2 separate regions of the Mus musculus genome follow, and region 2 is linked to region 1. A link is a contact called in public Hi-C data. All regions are on one chromosome and are shown on one strand. The core of a region is the stretch at or near the end of the contact, and the rest is flanking DNA. Distances in the headings are between cores, read along the strand shown. Region 1 has its middle 14 kb from the start of Gm36319. Region 2 has its middle 58 kb from the start of Dkk1.

Region 1 (2,700 bases), core at 155-2,654:
TTGCTTTCTTCAATCCATAAAATTGTAAGAATGGCAGACTAGTTAATGTGTCATGAAATAATTTAACCTTTTGTTGTCTCTAGTGAACAAAAAATGAAAAACCTCTCTACCTAAACATGTTTCAGAAGGTTTTGTGTGACGCATGATCTTCTGATATTCTCAAATGTAGCATGTTAGACGTTCCTTGACAGAAATCTCAACAAAAAGAGCTTTCTGGCGTGTACAATGACGTAACGTGAGTGCAGCACTTCTGCCGTGTACAATGACGTAACGTGAGTGCAGCACTTCCGAGGCTGAGACGGGGGATCGCTGTGCAACGGAGGCCACTTTGGGCTACTCAGGAAGAGTCAACCAGGACTTCAGAGTGAGAACATTCCATCAAATACAAAAAAGGAATGAGGCAAGGGAGAAAGAAAGACAAAAAGATAGAAAAACAGGCAGGTGGGCAGACAGACAGAGACAGAAACAGAGAGACCGACCGACAGACAGATAGGCAGAAAGAAAGAAAAGGAAGGAAGCTTTTCCGTGTTTGCATAGTCTAGTCTTTTCCCTTTGCTTACTGAACTCCCTCTAAGCATCCTTTGTGGTGGGACACCATGGCTTGTAATGAGAGCAATGCAGTTTTGGGTAAATGGAACAGAGATGCATGCTTTTCTCAGACACAATCTCTAACCCTTATGGTGACCTGATTTGTTACATGCGATGGACATGCTACACTTAGCCATTACTCATTTTTTTTCATGTAGTCTTGCCCAGCAAGCATTCTCAGCACCCTCTTCCTGGGAGCAGGGCCTGCCCACCGCTGCGGAATCTGCACATTCGTGTGTCCTTGCTTCCTGAAGCTCTAGTTGCTCTAAGGGTGAGAACAACCCAAAACAGGGCAGATACGGGTCGTTCTGTAAGATTAGAAAGAACTGTGGCCTCATTTTACAGAGGATGTGATATCTGTGGCTCTACACCAGTTGTTTTCCTGGCACCAGAGGAGATTCTGGAGAGCCATGGCGGGGAAACAATAGCTTGTTAAAGTAAATTTCTGTCATCTCTGAGAAATCCAAGTTTCAAAATATTCTGATACTATACAAAACAGAAGTCTGCTTCCCAGCCATATGACCCATAAATAATTTCAAATAAAATCACTTAAAGGCCACCTATGATTCACTAAGATCAGATTGTCCACATGCAACTTTGATTCATACATTCTTGTATACACAATACAATTGAAATGTTAGTTATATTTTTTTGTAAATTATCTCTGCATTGCTCACAATTTTGCAATTAATGGGGGTTTTACTTCTTGAGGCTTAAATTCAGGCAAAGGCATCTCTTGATACCAATCATCTTAAATTCTACGATATAGATTTGCTAGTCTTTGGCAGTGATTAAAACTTGTCATTAGAACAGACTCAGAAACAACAAGGGGGAACCTATTTCCCAGTAGAAACTTCAGCCCTTTGGATTCGATGTGGGCTTCTGTAGAGCATTCTTCATTCAAGACACTGTGCATGATAGAGAAGAAAGGAGTTCCTTTGCTCTGTGTGTCTTTCTGGCTTAGTGAAGGTCATCGTCAAAGATCTGGCCAACTGGACACAATGGTTTGTGTCTGGATTTGCAGGTCATTAGGTCAGTTTCCTGTAATGAAGATGAAAATGATGCTCCACCCGCCGGAGCCTCTTGAGCGCCTCTCTGATATCAGTTAAGAAGACCAGTGGCAGAGTGCCATAGCATGTCTTGATGGCTGTGCCTAGAGATGTGTTTAGTGCTGGGGTTCCTTCCCACATGGCACCTCCTGCTGCAATTTATTGACACCAGATGTCCTTTGTATCAGTAAGACTTGTAGCAATGTCTATTTAAAGTTAAATTGAATAATTGAAGCCAGAGCATCATACTTTGAATGAAGTAAATCAAAGCACATCACAGTCATAAAAATGTAGACGAGGGAAAGCATGAATGAAAGAAATCCATTATAAAAAAAAGAAAGTCAGACTATTAGAGTCTGAAAGCACTGATTAAAATTTATCATCTCACACAGCCCTGATAGGAGTCAAGTGGTAACTGGTCAGGGTTGCGAGACCAGAATTAGCAAGCATGCCTTACTTTATAAATTAGGCAGGCGTCTTTTGTCAGAGTGACCTTCTTCATGAGAACTCATGCAGGACAATTCTTCTCTTGAATGACTTCGGGGATCAGATGCAAAACCTCTGGCTAATGATAAGAGACATGGGCCTGAAATCTAACCATTTGACCAACATAATGCTTTCAGAGGTTTTAACAAATCAAGGCTTAACTAATGATTGATGGTGGAGAATGGAGACATGTTTTAAAGTCTGATTTAAGAGAAAACGAAGACAGGAAGGGCTGTGTGATTAGAGAGGCTCAAAGCAGACTATGAGCCGTAAGCATTAATAAATGTGGATTTTAATAGGTAAAGATCTGGCAGCCCGCAGACAGAAAGAACTTGGACTGATTGAAAATAAATGAGAACTTTTAGTATTACTCCTAAATTGAATATCATAAATATGCCAAATAATAATACTAATTTAAAAGCACAGACCAAAGCTACTAAAGACTGAAATTAATGGGAGAGCAGAGCAGGATATTATTTTAAAGAAATTAGATGGTGTGTTCCATATATATATATATATATATATATATATATGTCAAGTATACAAATTCATTCTAAAGAATTTCCCTAGAGAGCTA
Region 2 (2,940 bases), core at 196-2,695, 82 kb after region 1:
TTGTGAAAAAATTTTATGTTAAAAAATTTTGACAAAAGTGAAATGTAATGAAGTCCTAAAGATAAAACAGGACTGTTAGACATTTGACATTAAAATACATGAAATAACTCAAAGGAAAATGAAATGCATTTTAAAGTATAGGATAATTGTAAATTAAGAATTAAACAAAGGACAGAAAAAACATAGCTAGTCACAGACAAGTCATGCAGGTCCACCGGGAATTTCTAGGGACAGTCGAACTTCCTGGACTAACTGTTTCCAGCTGAGGCAGCTGGCATTCATTGTTCCATGGCAGGGAACAAAGGAGGGGGGATCCATATGCTGTCCTTATGTGCGTCACCTTATGCTGGGACATGAAATCTCATATCTCATCCACCATATCTCCCTGCTTCCCCTATCCTTAGAAAGCATTATAGAGCTCTGGGGGTATCCTGGATTTCTACCTGCAGGTAGATGCAAAGCAGGTTGAGCCATCACCCCCATCCTATCTATCATCTGCCACAGCTGTACCAGAATGTTGTCCTCAGATCCCTAAAGTGTTAATACGCACTGTCCTAGGGTTCATGACGAGGGAAAGTGAAGCATGAAGAAAATCACTGTGGTGAGAAGAAACACTGCAATGACACATGCTATATGTGCACAGGAAGAACTGGACCAAACTACACACTGTACGTGGAGATTACAACTGAAGATACTAAACTAAAACCAGAGAAGAGGAGGAGGGGGACACAGGAGGAGGAGGAGGAGGAGGAGGAGGAGGAGGAGGAGGAGGAGGAGGAGGAGAACACACCTAATATAAATGGAAAGATATGGACTAGGAAGACAGCTAAGCAGTTAAGAGCATTTCCTACTCTTGCAGAGGACTTGTGCTTGGATCCCAACACCCACGTGGCTAATCATCAATAATTGCTTGTTACTCTACTTCCAGGGTATCTTGTGCTCTCTCTGGTGTGCGAGACACACCTGTGGTATACGTACCTACAAGCAGCAAACACTCATGTATACAAACAATCTGTTAGAAAGAAGGAAATAGAAGGGTACATGGTCTTCATCCACAGCAGCCGTGACGGGCCCCACACAGTTGCCGCACTGGAAGGCTGGAGTCCCTTCTTGCAGCTCTCAGTAGTTTGGGGCTGAGAAGGGTCTTCAGATTTTGCTCATTCGGTGAGGTCAGTTGGCTTGTCATTTGGAATATCTGTCCTTCTAGGGACCTAGTCACATTCAAAGCCCAACCAGAACATCGATGGCCGGGATTTTACTCAGGAGTCTAACATAGCCTCTCGCTCCAGTCTGCAGACTTGGGATCTGAAGGCAGAAACAGATAAAACACTTTTCATTTCCGGTGTGTCTGGTGTTGGGAGCCGTCTGTCAGCTGCCTGAACTGTTCCTTAGTCACCAAGGGCTAACTACCACTGGGAAACTGCGCTTCCCCTGACTCTATCGCCCCTCCTGCCCCCCTCCTGCTGATCAGTAACTCTGCAGTCTTTCAGTCTGGCCTCCTTCCTTATTACTCATATAAGCCGTGCAGTGCCCCGGCTTTCACTCTCACTGGTACCACTAAGCTTCAAATTCTTTTTATGAAATTTTGGAATATTTAAGGCTATTTCAAAACCAATAGCAGCCAGGGAGAGTGAAAGATTAATGTATTAAAAACCCTGAAAAAAAAAATCACATGCCACAAACTCAGCCCCTGAAAGGGCTCTAATGTCCAAGAATTCTTCTTTTAGATCTAGTGTATGTGTGTGTTTCTTTCATATGTGCCTGTGTATCACATGCAGACCTGGTGCCTTCAGACTCTACAAGAGAGCATCCAATTCCTTGGAAGGAGTTATGGGTAACGTGAGTCACCATGTGGGTGTTGGAAACTGAACTTAAAACAAGTGTTCTTAACCACTGAGCCATCTCTTCAGCTTCAATTTTGAGCAAGATTGTTTTAAAGCTAAATGAGAAAGACTGATTATCACATAGGAGAATGGAAGAGTAAGAAAAAGGAGTATAAACAGCTATTTGTAAAAATATTTTTAAAAAAACAGTAAAATTTTATACTGTGAGATTCTAAAATGAAGATGTATTAAGGATCTCTAGGGTCACAGAACTTCAGAATGAAATGAATATTCTATCTCTCTTTCTCTCTCTCACACTCTCTCTCTCTCATATGTATTTATATGTGCATATATCTATGTATATATAGATACACGTGTATACATATATGCATATGTGTGTGTGTGAAGGGAATTTATTGGAATGACATAGGCTGCAGTTCGATTAATCCAACAATGGTCAGATGTTAATGGAAAGTCCAAGAATATAGTAGTTTCTCAGTCCCACGAAGCCGGGTGTCTCAGCTGGTCTTTCAGATAAGCTGGAATCCAGGAAGTAGGCTCCAATGTCAGTGAAGAAAAGGATGTGCTGGCAAAGTAAGGGCAAGCAGGCTAAGGATGAATGAATCTGTCCTTCTTCCACTGTTCTTCTATGGCTTCCAGCAGAAGGTATGGCCCTGATTAAAGATGTGCCTCAAGACCTGGATTAAAGATGTGTGTCATTCCACCTCAAGATCTGAATCAAAAACCTGTGTCTTCCTGCCTTAAGATTCAGGTCTCAGGTGTGCCCTCCATTTCCGGACTGTAGTTCATTCCAGATAGAGTCAAGTTCACAACCAAGACCAGCCATCACAGAAGGGCAACTCAAATTTAGAATCTTTACAGTGCAAACCCATTTGCAAAGGAAGAAACCAGGGGGATACCTAAGCAAAGAAGCTTAAAATAAATCCATAAGGACAAAGTTAAAAAACAGAATGCTCAAAATCATGAACACTGGCAAGTGATGGCTAGATTCCTCCTAAACTTGACAGTAAAATTAAATTACAAGGAAAAATAATAGACGATTATGCCTCATGTAGGAAGAAGCCACTCTAACTGATAGCTTGTAGGGGGAATTGCT

The links. A called contact is a pair of places that touch in the nucleus more often than the background predicts.
Region 2: a Hi-C map of the N1E-115 cell line shows a contact between it and region 1, with 2.8 times the contacts expected there. A contact is called at or near these places in 2 of 484 Hi-C or Micro-C datasets (the N1E-115 cell line and nephron progenitors) and 1 of 9 other capture datasets (embryonic stem cells).

What each region holds. Positions count from the first base shown.
Region 1 is chr19:30,407,742-30,410,441 of GRCm38.p6, forward strand. No RefSeq gene overlaps it. Among named protein-coding and RNA genes, the nearest start is that of Gm36319, 14 kb to the left of the region's middle.
Region 2 is chr19:30,489,721-30,492,660 of GRCm38.p6, forward strand. It overlaps the pseudogene Gm17885. Among named protein-coding and RNA genes, the nearest start is that of Dkk1, 58 kb to the right of the region's middle.